Regions from separate parts of the Mus musculus genome. Here all the other regions are linked to region 1. The links are chromatin contacts, called in public HiChIP or PLAC-seq and promoter capture Hi-C maps. All regions are on one chromosome and are shown on one strand. Each heading gives the region's core, a stretch centred on a gene start, on an enhancer-like site or on the middle of the called end of the contact. The rest is flanking DNA. Distances are from core to core; before and after follow the strand shown.

Region 1 (2,648 bases), core at 88-2,587:
GAACCAAGCTCAGGGTAACAAACAGCGGCTGTTTGATCGATTTAGAGCGCCTGGGGAGAAGTTGGGTTGTGGGCAGAACGAATCAACTGCTCGTTGCTGACATACCCTGCGCCTCTAATCCAGGACTTGGTGACTTACTTCTTGAACCTGAGGCAGGCGAATGTACAAGAGACCCCACGGTGGGAGCAGGAGTACCGCCTGACGGAGGCCTACCAGGTGCCGGATGCCAGCGTCAGCTCCATGCACACGGCGCTGACCCGCATTGCCAGTGAGCCTCACATCCTGCAACGTTATTACGTCTATAACTCGGTCAGCTACAACCATTTGACCTGTGAGGACAGCTGCCGCATCGAGCACGTTTGTGCTATACAACACGTGGCTTTCAACACTTATGCTACCTGCTTGCATGGTCTTGGTGCCAAGCTGGTGCCTGGTTTCCTGCTCATACTGACTCTGCTGCCAAGCCTGCACGTACTGGAGGTGTTATGACTGTAGGCACTGCCAGCCCACCCACTGACTTGGTTCATCTTTCTCCTGGTAAAATTGGGCAACGTTACCCAATGGAGAGAGATGAACTTTTGCCATCAGTCTCCCCCCGCGGAGAGTAAAGTGGGATGGGACACCTGGATTCACCAGAGAGGGCGCTAAGAAGCACAATTTCTTCCAAGTTTCATGTTTTATCCACAAAACTTGTTTGCGGTACATGTCTTGGTGCATTATTCGCTTTAATACAAACATATCAAACCACCATGAACTTGATCACCACAGTGAAGTGAGCCGACGGGAAGATGGGCCTTGGAGATTCTGTGCTTTCGATGTAGTCCCTGCTCAAGGTCTGAACTGGGAACGTACGTGGTGTGCAAAACCCCTTAGTACTTTTAAATAAAAGACTTTTTTGATTTGGTTTTGCAACAGTGCAACCGTGAGGGATCACAGCTGCGGCCGGTAACTCTAAGGCTCTAGTCTTTCTTAATAGCCACTCTTGTTTCCTTGAGACTCAAAAGCAGAATTCAAGCCGGGGGTGGTGGAATCCCAGCACTTGGGAGGCAGAGGCAGGCGGATTTCTGAGTTCGAGGCCAGCCTGGTCTACAGAGTGAGTTTCAGGACAGCCAGGGCTATTCAGAGAAACCCTGTCTCGCAAAACAAAAACAAAAAACAAACAAAAAAGAAAAACAAAACAAAAAGCAGAATCCAAACCAGTAGAGGCCTAGCTCTGCACAGGGCAGGCTGGGGGCGGGGTCTGGGCGGTGGGGCCAGTGTAGGGGCGGGGCCGCGGGCTCGCTCCACCCCGGACGGGGCGAGATGGGGAAGTTCCGCCCAGCAGCCCAGCCTCCCGGACGACTGCCCCGCCCCCTTCCTGCCGGACTAGCGGGGCGGGAGGGCAGGTCCGCGGTTGTGTGGTTGCTTGGAGAGGATCATGCCTCTGTCCGTGCACCACCATGTGGCCTTAGACGTGGTCGTAGGCCTGGTGAGTATCTTGTCTTTCCTGCTGGATCTGGTCGCTGACCTGTGGGCCGTTGTCCAGTACGTGCTCCTTGGCCGTTATCTGTGGGCCGCGCTGGTACTGGTCCTGCTGGGCCAAGCTTCGGTGCTGCTGCAGCTCTTCAGCTGGCTCTGGCTGACAGCTGATCCCACCGAGCTGCACCATTCGCAGCTCTCGCGTCCTTTCCTGGCTCTGCTGCACCTGCTGCAGCTCGGCTACCTGTATAGGTGAGTGCCCGGCCCTTTGAAAAAGTGGGTTGACAGCCATCAGAACCAGTTCAGTCTTCTTTCCTTGGGCGGAGATGAAAACACAGGGCCAGGAACAGAGGAAGGGAACATCAGGGTCTTGGAGTCAGAGATGCCCCTCACCTTTCTTGTTCATTTCTGTCTTCTGCGAACGTTTGCTTCCCCGTCAAGGACTGAAGAGGGTCCGGCTTGACTCATCCGTGTCCCCGGAGTCAGCCAGGAGTAGACATAGACTGGTTCTTGGAAAATATATGTGGATGGTGTGTGCTTTTCTCAACTGGGAAGGACCCAGGGTCAGTCTAAAGTGAGGACAGTGAGACAGACAATCCCTGGCGCAAGTGCTGGCCTGAGAACTTTTTCTTCCCCGCCTCTCCCCCGCCCCCAAACTGTGACTAGTCCCTTGGGTTGTTAGATAGGAGAAAGCGAAATCAAGGGCTCAGAATCTTGTGATGAAGGCAGGGCTTCATGGTGTGGGTGAGGCTGGGCTAGGGTGGCCGGATCCGGAATCTTGTGGAAGTCTCAGATCTTGGGAAAGCTGTATATAGTCTCCAGCTTGCGGGGAGGGACCTCTTGAATGTTTGCATTTTGCCTGAACAATTGTATCATCTTGAGTACAGCTCAGATGACTGCGAAGGAGAGTTATTACAGGCAGGCCCCAAGAGAAGAAGGTGTTGGATCCCTTGGAGTTACAGGCGAGGCACCTCATGTGGTGCTGGGAGCCAAACTCTGGTCCTCCACAAGAGCAGTGGATGCGATTAACAGCTAAGCCCTCTCTCAGGCCCCTCCTGTTTACTTCTTAATTCCATCTCCCATCTCTGAAATGGGGCTCTTGTGAGTAGGTAGGACAGGGTTGTGATGCGCCTGGGATCGTACCTGACCAGCAAGAGTAGAAGTTGAGTTTGCCCCACTTTACGGACGAG
Region 2 (2,648 bases), core at 81-2,580, 420 kb after region 1:
CCATTACTCTGGCATGCAGTTGGAGATCCCATGGCTACAGGCAGCCACAGCCCTTGGAAACATGCCTCAGGTCTCCCCGGGTAGTGCAACTAAACGGAGCTTACCAGACCCTTCTGCTGTATCGTTGTCCATTATCTTCTGGTCTCCCTCCTCACAATCTTCATCAACAGCTAAGATGAATGGCAACAGAATTAGCCACAATAATCTTGTTCCATATTCCCAGTCATTACCTTATAGGGACTGTGACAGTGACCAAGGCATTGTTTATTTACCAATAGATGATCAATACAGGCCTGAATTGTAAATCAGATTGAGCTCACTCACCGGTCTACCTCCTATCCCCTCCCACCCCCCCCAGGAATAAAAGCCTAAAGATTGCTACATACTCCAGAGAAATAGTAAGGTGAAGCTGTCATTTTCCACAATGTTGCAGATCAGTTACAGGAAACAGAACTGCGACCGTCAAGGAAAATTCTTTCTCTGGGCCACCTTTTTGACCACAGCAGCTATGTAGAAGCTGCTGCAGCTTCGATAAGGGCCACAGACAGCGATAGCAATTGCTAGACCTCAAACCCACAAGCCACATGCCTCACCACTGCCTACTAGAGAGACGCCTGAAAAGGCAATCCTGTGGGCTCCGATGGCTCCTAGTTCAATACGTGAAGCTTTAGACATTGGGATAGGTTCCTGACTATAACCCAAAGCAGTCTCAAATTAATGACCCTACCGCCTACAAACGCTTTTTAACGCGCTGTGGACATCAGGTTTAGCTGAATAAAATGGCGGCTTTTTGCAATCAGAAAGCGAGAAAGCCGAGGTTGTATAATCCTTGCCCAACTCTGTAGGGCCCATTATCCTGACTTTTTTTTTTTTAAGGCTTTAATACTATGGTTGACATAGCGATCGCCTAGCACGTGGTAGGACCCAAATTCCACCCAACATAGGAGCGAGGTTAATCACAAAAAGGTCGCTCGGAGGTAATGGTCACAGGCCCTTCCATTGGCGTCATCCTAATAAGGTTACTGCACCCAAGCACGTAATCCAGTAAAGGCACAAATGCTCTTACCAGATCCCGTCACCCCCAAGCCTACAACACTCACGGGTCAAAAGGCGTGGGGCCCTGAGTTATCACTGCGCATGTGGCCATAACCCGTGCTTCCTTGGACCAGACGGAAAAATCCGGTCCCTTCCCGGCAGGCTCGGTATCTCACGAATCATCCGGAGAGGCGGACGGAGCTGGTGGGCTGGGAAGATGGGGGGCGGGCAACGTTGGGTAGAAGTACAAGGCGCCATAACGAAAACAGACAGGGACCGCGGATGAAGCGAGAAAGGACTGAGAACGGCCTGCACCAGGATTATATACTCTCGCGCCCTCTACTGAGTCTGCGTCATCCACCTGACGCACGGCGCCTCTGGGAAATGTAGTTCTTAGCAAAGCCGGGTTCCTGCTCCTTGTCTGGCCCTGATAGTGGTTTCGACCCAGGCCAGAGCGCTCAACTCAAATCTCTGACCAACTGCCATCACTATGGATTAAGTTCCCGGGCGACTTTGAATTACACCGATCTTAGAAAGGGTTTTCCACATTTGGATGTGCTTAATAAAGAGATTTTGCAAATTAAAAAAAGAGAAGAAAAAAAAAAATGGAGTTTTCCCCCGGAGCATCCCGGGATGGCCTAGAGGGTAACAGCATGCTGGCAGATCTTCTTAAAGAATGACCCTCAGAAGCCAGGCGTGGGGGCGCACGCATTTAATCCCAACACTCGGGAGGCAGAGGCAGGCAGATTTCTGAGTTCGAGGCCAGCCTGTTCTACAAAGTGAGGTCCAGGACAGCCAGGGCTACCCAGAGAAACCCTGTCTCAAAAAACCAAAATTTTGTTCTTCTTTTTTTCTTTTCTTTTCAAAGATTTATTTATTTATTTGATGTATATATGAGTACACTGTCACTGTCTTCAGACACACCAGAAGAGGGCATTAGATCCAATTACAGGTGGTTATGAGCCACCATGTGGTTGCTGGGATTTGAACTCAGGACCTTTGGAAAAGCAGCCAGTGCTCTTAACTGCTGAGCCATCTCTCCAGCCCACCTTTTTTTTTTTTTTTTCTATTTTATTTTCTTTGATAGGGGAATATAGTTTATTTGGCTTATAATTCCAGATTGCAGTCCTTCATGACAGGAAAGTCACGGTCGGGGGTCCGGGGGGATGGCTAGCAGGTTGTATCACGTCTACAGTTTAAAGTAGAGAGGTGACATTTTCTTTTCTTTTTTTGTTTTGTTTTGGTTTGGTTTTGGTTTTACAACACAGGGTTTCTCTGTAGAGCTCTAGCTGTCCTGGAACTCACTTTGTAGGCCAGGCTGGCCTCAAACTCAGAAATCCTCCTGCCTCTGCCTCCCGGGTGCTGGGATTAAAGCCATGCACCACCACACCCGGTAACATTTTCTTTTTTTTTTTATTTTTTGTTTTTATTTTACACAGCATCTCACTAGTTTGTCCAGGCAGACCTCAGCCTCTCAAGTAGCTGGAATTACAAGCATCCTTCCAGGTCCAATTTCTTTCCTTCCCCAATGTTAGGAAGGGTGTCACTGGACTTACCACATGCTGCTCCCAAGCTATTCCCCTTAGCTCCTACATACACCTGAAAAAATAGGT
Region 3 (2,648 bases), core at 48-2,547, 400 kb after region 1:
CTCTGATCTGATTAATAGCACTAGTTGCACTTGGAGAGGACCCAGGTTCAATTCTCAGCACCCACATGGTGCTACACAACGATACTAACTCCAATCCCATGGGACCCAAAGCATTCTGTAGTCTCTGAAAAACTTTTTTTTTTTTTTTTTACATTTGTGTGTACATGTGTGTTTGTCAGGTTCAGTGCAATGCACTTTTACCTGCTGAGCCATCTCACCAGTGCCTTAGCATCATTCATACAGTAACAGAAGGGAACAGGAAATTTATACTCATAGTTGGCCTCTGGTTTTCAGACTTGAGTTCTTGGCTTGGGGAACTTTCTAAGTTAAAGGACTTAGGATGAACTTGGTTGTCAGAACCAATCTGAACGCACAGGACCTTCCCACTCTGCTAAGTTGGCTACCAACTGGATGTTGAAGCATGGATACAACCACCTTAGGAGCTCTCAAAAACCAAGTTTACTGAGGGTTCTGTAAAGGTCCGTCTGTGCTTTGTGGTAAAGTCTTGGTGAATTGGATTAGAATAATAAACGGGGAAGGAGCCAGGGTTGGTGTCCTTCACTTGTAAAACTAGCACTTAGGAAGCTGAAGCAAGATTGCCAAGAGTTTACAGCCAGCCTAGATTATATAGCTTGTACCAGGGACCAACATGAAAACTTGTCTCAAGGCAAAAAAAAAAAAAAAAAAAAAAAAGTGTGGGGCTGGAGCCAAAGCTCAGCCGTTAAGGAAGGAATGCTTTGAGAAGACTGGCGTTCATTAAACAAACAGGCAGAAGCAAGTAGATCTCTGACTAGAGACAGACTTAAACAGGTCAACAAGGATTACAGAGACCATGCCGACGCCGACTCTCCCCACCCCCAACTACACACAAAACGATGGACTTTGAGTGTACCATCAAGAACCGTCCTTTAGTTCTCTCCACCTCAGGGCTTTAAGAAAATGAAGAATCCCACTACATCTTCCAAAAAGTCCTCGCTGGGATGCAGGGCAAGAGGACCACTGTGCGGCCGCGGCTCCTCCACAGTCCCTCGGAAGCTTATCCTCCGCGCTCCCAGAGGGGTTTCGGTCACTAGCTGTCCTTCCGTTCTTATGCTTGGTATTCCCTACAGAGAGCAAACCTTAACTCAATAATTATAGACGCATTTGCGCGGTTTTATTAAAGAGCGGGGCAGTCCGCCCACAGAGACCCTCTTCAGAGCCGGTGCCAGCTAGGCCTACTGTGCCCCAGCCGAGGCCACGCCCCTATCCCGTGGAGCCACTCCCTAGCCCGTAGAAGCAACGCCCCCTGGGGGGGCCGGAAGCGGCGGACAGGTCGGAGGAAAACCCGGATCGCTCTGGCCGCCGAGGCAGCGTGTGCGCAGGAGGTGCTGCAGGCTTAGGCTCCGGGCGGGCCGGGTCGCGCAGACTGGCGCGGTTGCGCGCCACAGGCCCTCAGGGTCCCCGCCCGGGTGCGGGATGGCGGCCAGCCTATGGATGGGAGACGTGAGTCAGGGTCGCCCCTGCTCTGAGGGGAACAAGAGGGTCTCGAGTCGTAGGGGGAGGAAGGGCCTGAGAGCAGAGGGCCTTCGGATCCCAGAAGGGTGGCCGTGAACAGGAAGGGTTTTGGTGACAGCGGGAAGCTAGATGGGGTGTGGTGGCCAATGCCTTACTCCCTGCACTTGGCGAGGCAGGAAGATCGTCACCAGTTCGAGACTCCATAGTGAGTTCTAGGCCAGCTTGGGCTTCGTAGCGAGACCTATTCACCCAGTCTTTGAAAGTGGAGTCTGGGCATCAGAATGAAGATTCCTCAGATGCTGACTCTATGGGGTAGAGGGTCTGGAATCCCCCTTTCCAGTTTGGAAAGATTTGGAGTGGGATGATTTGGGCGGATGGAGTGGGAGGAACCCCAAGAATTGTTATTAGGACTGGAAGCACAGGGAGTTCTATAAAGGGGAGCTATTTTATTTGTTTTTGTTTTTTCTTTTGTTGTTTTTGAGATGGGGTCCTTCACATAGTTCTGTCTGTCCTGGAACTCGTTATGTAGACTCACAGACTCCACCTACCATTGCCTCCCTAGTGCTGGGATTAACGGTGTGTGCCACGCCTCCCAGCAAGGGGAGCGATTTGAAGTAAAGGAGTTGGTTGGGACCGTTCCCCATTGCGTGGTAGGAAGCTTGGCTCTCTAGTGCTGTAGAGGGGGGTCCTGGACAGAGTGGGAGGGGCTCCACCCCTTACAGGGCTCCGGGTCATGGGCCTGAGCCTCTCCTCTCTGCTCTGGTTTTTATGCAGCTGGAACCCTACATGGATGAGAACTTCATCTCTAGAGCCTTTGCCACCATGGGGGAGACCGTGATGAGCGTCAAAATTATCCGAAACCGCCTCACTGGGTACACCTCCCTTTTCATCTTTCCGTTCAGTTCTCGATTAATAGAGCCTGCTGCCACTGTTATTCAAGGGAATAAATATGGCGGGAGTAAGAGCTTCTCGCCATCCCTAGCAGTAGTGAAAGAACCACAGAGGGTGGCTTACAGAGCAGAAGCGTTGAGTATTTCAGGTGTTGAGTATCCCAGTGATTCAGGGCAGGATGCTGGAACCTATTTTTGAAAACTGTTGTGTGATCTTTGCTAAGTTACTGTGTGTTTCATTTAGCTTTAGTTTATTTTGCTCTA
Region 4 (2,648 bases), core at 99-2,598, 400 kb before region 1:
CAGGCCATTGAAACTTTAGCCCCAAGGAACCCAAAGAAATTATACAACAGATGGATAAATTCTCCCTCCCAATAAAATGTAGCCTTTGTACAGAGGAGAGAAAGACACTCTGATGACACCACCTGGAGTCAAAACTCATGTCTCTATACAACAAATATTGGTGACACCTGCCTGGGACTCAAACGGAATCCTCTGCTGTCCTGACACACTTCGAAGTGATTTTTAACACTCAGAAATGGCCCTTCCTTAGTCACAAAGCAAGAAAAGGAGATGGGCTTATAATTAATAATCCTGAGCTTAAGACCTAGCCTGTCTCCACACCAAAAGTGAAATCAACTCTCCAGGCTAGACCCCTCCCTCCATTTATGACAAAGCAAACTTTGTAAGAGAACACTAACTTATCCCTGCGCGCCCGGTGCTTCCCAGAGGAAACACCCTCACTTTGGTAAGTGCCACACGTTCCGGTGTCACCCTGAGCAAGTTACTTCTCTGAAACCTACTTGACTTCCTCACCAGTAAACTTACAAGGACAGCTGGAAAAACTAAACAAGCACTTATACCTAAGGTTTGGCACATAGTAGGACAACCATTAACATTTTCCTTGGCTTTCTTCCTCTTCAGTGCTGGGCTTAAACGCCAAGGGTAACCCCTGATCTCTGAATCTATGAACATTTCCTCATCTCAAAGGACCACAGGACTTAGCCCTTCCCTGTCACGATCTGGGTAGCACCCATGCATTGGTACCAGTGGCCCGTAAGCCAAGGCTCCTTTCTGTAGGGCTCATTCTGTGCACATGTGCGCGTGCTCACACACTCCTCCACAATGTCCCTACCCCCAGCCTAGCAGCCAGGGTCCCCAAAGAGCACCTCAATTACTTTATGGTCCAAATATGGAAACTGAGGCTCAGCCTGGAGATGAACTTGTCCAGGAGCTCGGGGAGTTGCTGAGACCCAATTCACAGGCTTCGGTGAAGTCTATTTACAAATGGTAAACTGAGGCCCGAAGACGGAAGTGACTTGCTCAAGAACACACAGTGGGTTGGTGGTAGGGCCACTTTCGCCGACCCTCCCTAGTCTCCGAAGGGCACTCTGGGTCACCACCACCCCTGAGGTGTCGCCACGGCGCTGACAACACACGAGCCGCACCAGCGACCGTCAGAGCAGACACCCGGTGCCACCGGACCCTTGCAGGGGTGGCCGGGCCGGCGCTCGCCTCTCACAGCCGGGCGCGCCCAGGGGGACTTGTTGCTCACCTGACCTCGCGCAGTCGCCCTCAGCGACATGAAGGGCTGGGCAGCCGGTCCGCGTCCCCACGGAGAACGCTCCAGCCTACTGCTTCGCGGGCTGCTACTCAGCCGGACGCCCCCCTCAGCGCGCTACGCCCCCAGCCGCACTCCACCGGCCTGAGTCCGCCATTACGCGATTTCCCCGCCCCGGGACGCAGCCACACCCCGCCAACCGTTCTGATTGGCTCCCTGCCCCACCCGCCCGGAGCCCCCAGCTATCCCATTGGTCTGAATCCAATGCCAATTAAATAAGTACGCAAAAGACGTATTCAAAGGTAGTGTCCCGGGAACTCCACCCGAGCGACTTCCGCAATCGGAGTAAACAGAGGCGAGGACAAACCAAGTGAAGTGGAGATGGGACTAAAGGTACATCGACGCCCAAGTTTAAGTACAAAAATATCTGCTAAGACAGGGAAAGACCTCGGCTAACATGTATTGAAACACGATTTATTTTTATTAGAGTCCAGAGAGCCAGCCTGTTTTTTGTGTAAAGAACAGGCCGAGCCTATGAACTTTCTGTAGACACCCCTCAAGTGGCAGATCGTTCTGTCCCTTCACGCCTTGTCCCAAGCGGGACCGAAAGTCGGGTGGGGGCGAGTGAGTCATAGGCTTCAGCTCACCCCAAAGGATAGGTATTCGGGTGAAGCTGGCATCCTGAGATTGGGAGCTAGTTCTGAGAGGCCACTGTCAGGTGAGCCAAACACCTGTCACTTCACTCTGCAACTTCGGACAACTGCTGCCTACCTAGTTCTCACTTTGTTCTACAAAATAGATGCAGTAGGCCCTGGCACGTCCCAGTCCATGAAGGTGGGCAGTTTGAGAATACACTCCCAAGTGACTTATAGAATACAAAATGCTGCGGCTGGGTGACAACGTGACGAGTCCGGCTTAGCACATTTAGTATACTAGAGCATCTCTGTAGAGCAGGTATTGGCCTCTTGTGGAAGAATGGATCTTAGGCAGGCTTTGTTACCGCCACGTCTGCCTCCCTCTTTGCTTCCTTTCAAAAAGGGTGCACGGTGTGAGGGCGGTGGGGTGGAGGTCACGACACGACACGGCTCAGTCAGTAAAGTGCTGCTTTGAAAGAATGAGGACCTGCGTTTGAGAACTCAGATTCCAAACAAAGCCTAACAGGCCCGATGATACTGACTTCGCAGCGCTGGGGAGGCAGAGACAGGCAGAGCTCTAGCTCACAGGCCCAGCCTAGCCTAGCCTGCTCCTCCAGACTGGGCCAATGAGAGAGCCAGTTACTAAAACCAAGGTAAAAGTTGCCTGAAGAACAGCACCTGAGGTGATTCTCTGGCCTGCACTGGTCCATCCTCACATACAACATACACGCACACATACAACACCCTGAATACTT
Region 5 (2,648 bases), core at 98-2,597, 270 kb after region 1:
GGTACCCTTGCCTGAGGTAGTGACCTTTGGGGAAATGTTAAGGAGGGAGGGGTCCTGAAAGATTAAGGGTGCCTCACTCTATGTCCCTTATGTGTTTGGCATATGTACAGAGTTCAATAAGTACTTGTTGAATTTAAAATCCTTATCTATCTATCTATCTATCTATCTATCTATCTATCTATCTAATGTATATGTGTGCCTAGATATATGTGTACCATGTATGTCCTTTAGCATGGATGCCAGATGAGGGTGTCAGATCCCTTGGAACTAGAGTGGCAGGTGGTTGTGAGTCACATGATATGGGTGTTAGGGCTGAACCCAGGTCCTCTGAATAACAGCAAGTGCTCTAAACTGCTTAGCCATCTTCCCAGCCCCTAGTTATTTATTTATATTTTGTGTTATGAGTGTTTTTGCAAGTGTGTATGCATGTCTACCACACGGATGCAGTGACTGATGTAGTCAGACAAGGTAATAGAGCCCCTGGAAAGGAAATTATAAATGGTTGTTAGCCACTATGTGGGAGTTTGGGACCTCTGAGAGAGCAGCAGGGGCTATTAACTGCTCAGCCATCTCTCTAGCCCTTATTAATTAACTTATTTATTTATTTATTTATTTATTTATTTATTAAAAACCTCACAATATTGTTTAAGCGTTGAATGGCTCTGCTGGAGAGATCCTTACCACAGCTTCCCAAGGTTCTCAGATTTGAACTGTGCCTGGTCCCATGTATTTAAAGTTATGGTATGCACTGTAAATTGAACAAGTTTGCTGTTGTTTTGTATTAAACTTATGGCCTTGCACATGTCAGACAAGGCTCTAGCACTGAGCTGTTTCTCCAGACCCTTGAAAGCACACAAAATATTGTTCCTGCTGAGGTCTATATATAAATACACAACGCTGTGGTTAGCGTTTCCGATTTACAACATACCCCTTCCTTTTCTTTTTCTTTAATTTAATTTTTAACTTATTCATTTTACATCTCTTTCACTGCCAGCCCCGCCACCTCCGCCTCCCTTCTTTTTCAATGTGACTCTCCTTCCTCGCTCCCCCCAGTGGCTGAGTTCAAAATTTAAATATGGTATCCAATCGGCTTTATGAGATCTGATCAAAACATCCAGGTCGTCGAAGCTGAAAAAAAAAAAAAAAAAAAAAAAAACGTATCCTAGAGCTGTCCTATGACAGTCACCTTCCACGGTACCACTCTAGACTAGGACCCCAAAGCAACAGCAGCCCCGAACCTTGCGCGTGCGCTCTTGCACACCGGTGCCAGAAGGCGGGCGCGTTCCTTGCCCTCTCGGCACCCTTACTTTTCGGGGCGGTAGCGGAGAAGTTTCCTGTCCCTCAGCTTCCTACCGGAAGTGCTGAAGGGAGAGTTTGGCGGTTTCTCTGGCTCTGCGCTGGCGGCATTTGGGGGTGCGGATTGCGGGTGTGCACGCGTGGATTTAATTCCAGCTTTACAAGGATCTGTAGCGCGGACGGAGACGTGTTGCTAGTGTAAGTGCACACGTGTCCCGGCTGCCCGCGTGGGAGGACCGGGACAGTCACTCTAACTTCATATTTCCCGCCTGGCTCATTTGCAGAGGCGTTCTCATAAAGGCAGAACCAGTTCTAGTTACATCGCTCGTGTGCCCTGGGGCCTTTCCCTGAGTCTGCATGGCCTCCGCATAGAGTGAAGGGTGGACAAGGTCCTTAGGTCTCCCTCGGATCTTTTCTTTTGTTTTTTCTTTGAGACAGTCTCACTGTGATGCCCTAATTGGCCGGGATTTGCTATATAGACCAGTCTAGCCCGAAGCTGCAGCCGTCCTTCTAACTCTGTCCCCAAGTATTGAGATTACAGATGTTCCCCCCAACACAGCCGGTTTTTATTTCTTTATGTTTGGAAACGAGGCCTCTCAGTGTAGCCCAGTGTAGTTACCATTTTTGAATATGAATGTCGGTTTCTTTCGAGCCAGGTAGTGGGTGGGGGAGACGAGGGCTGTGGGGTTAAACACCCTTGGTCTTATTTTAAACGAGACAGTAGGTTTCGGAACAAGAGGTTACATAGCTGCCTCGAGATTACATAGAAAAACGTTTATAAGGTTCAGAACTTGATACTAGATGGCTATTCCGTATCTCCGGAGCTAGAACCCCTCTTATTCCCGAGTCACCCGTTCTTGGAACCGGCTGTATAAGCAGATGTGCAAAGTTAAGACTGAATGAGCTTTGGTTTCAAGGCCACTGCCGCAGCAAACAGGGTATGGACAAGTGTGACTTTTCCAGGTGGATCCTGTGCTTCTCCGGTTGGAAGATCTGTTTGCAGTTCTGTTGTCTTGAACCTAATTAGAGGCATCATGGAGGCGCCTCCAGTCACCATGATGCCCGTCACTGGGGGCACCATTAACATGATGGAGTACCTCCTGCAGGGTAAGTCAGCCAAGGAGCTTGTGTTACCAAGTTTTCAGTTTTTTCTGGCTAGAGCAAGTTGAGATGACTTATAGGCAACTGTAGGGTTCCTGTAACTGTGTTTAAAAGAGGGTGGGTGGGAAGATGGCTCAATGGCCAGAAACTCACTCTGTAGACCCTTCTGGCTGCAGGGGCCTGGGATTATAGATATTTACCACTATTGTCCTATTGTCTGTTCTCTCTCTCTCTCTCCCTCTCTCCCTCTC

The links. Promoter capture Hi-C pulls out the DNA fragments that hold promoters and counts their contacts. HiChIP or PLAC-seq counts read pairs in DNA pulled down with a chosen protein or histone mark. Capture Hi-C pulls out chosen DNA fragments and counts their contacts.
Region 2: a FOXA1 HiChIP or PLAC-seq map of pancreatic cancer cells shows a contact between it and region 1. The contact joins the promoter of Snhg12 here to the promoter of Xkr8 in region 1. A contact is called at or near these places in 1 of 39 promoter capture datasets (the HPC-7 cell line) and 2 of 115 datasets of contacts at active chromatin or transcription factors (bone marrow-derived macrophages and pancreatic cancer cells).
Region 3: a contact with region 1 is called in a promoter capture Hi-C map of cranial neural crest. The contact joins the promoter of Trnau1ap here to the promoter of Xkr8 in region 1. A contact is called at or near these places in 2 of 39 promoter capture datasets (cranial neural crest and liver) and 1 of 115 datasets of contacts at active chromatin or transcription factors (bone marrow-derived macrophages).
Region 4: a contact with region 1 is called in a promoter capture Hi-C map of neural stem cells. The contact joins the promoter of Wasf2 here to the promoter of Xkr8 in region 1. A contact is called at or near these places in 1 of 39 promoter capture datasets (neural stem cells), 1 of 484 Hi-C or Micro-C datasets (embryonic stem cells) and 3 of 115 datasets of contacts at active chromatin or transcription factors (bone marrow-derived macrophages and embryonic stem cells).
Region 5: a promoter capture Hi-C map of pancreatic islet shows a contact between it and region 1. The contact joins the promoter of Med18 here to the promoter of Xkr8 in region 1. A contact is called at or near these places in 1 of 39 promoter capture datasets (liver), 1 of 484 Hi-C or Micro-C datasets (embryonic stem cells), 3 of 115 datasets of contacts at active chromatin or transcription factors (the SCID.adh cell line, bone marrow-derived macrophages and pancreatic cancer cells) and 1 of 9 other capture datasets (pancreatic islet).

What each region holds. Positions count from the first base shown.
Region 1 is chr4:132,731,235-132,733,882 of GRCm38.p6, reverse strand. It overlaps Xkr8 (X-linked Kx blood group related 8), which reads left to right and starts at 1,337. Exons shown (of 3, transcript NM_201368.1): 1 at 1,337-1,710. The coding sequence starts at 1,418. It overlaps Smpdl3b (sphingomyelin phosphodiesterase, acid-like 3B), which reads left to right. Exons shown (of 8, transcript NM_133888.2): 8 at 124-917. The coding sequence ends at 489.
Region 2 is chr4:132,307,360-132,310,007 of GRCm38.p6, reverse strand. It overlaps Snhg12 (small nucleolar RNA host gene 12), which reads right to left and starts at 1,330. Exons shown (of 5, transcript NR_029468.1): 1 at 1,101-1,330; 2 at 105-170. Snora16a (small nucleolar RNA, H/ACA box 16A) reads right to left here and starts at 543; the gene lies at 408-543. It overlaps Snora44 (small nucleolar RNA, H/ACA box 44), which reads right to left and starts at 55; the gene lies at 1-55.
Region 3 is chr4:132,328,187-132,330,834 of GRCm38.p6, reverse strand. Trnau1ap (tRNA selenocysteine 1 associated protein 1) reads left to right here and starts at 1,297. Exons shown (of 9, transcript NM_027925.3): 1 at 1,297-1,482; 2 at 2,269-2,366. The coding sequence starts at 1,456.
Region 4 is chr4:133,129,333-133,131,980 of GRCm38.p6, reverse strand. It overlaps Wasf2 (WAS protein family, member 2), which reads right to left and starts at 1,348. Exons shown (of 9, transcript NM_153423.6): 1 at 1,253-1,348.
Region 5 is chr4:132,462,620-132,465,267 of GRCm38.p6, reverse strand. Med18 (mediator complex subunit 18) reads left to right here and starts at 1,347. Exons shown (of 3, transcript NM_026039.3): 1 at 1,347-1,494; 2 at 2,260-2,403. The coding sequence starts at 2,331.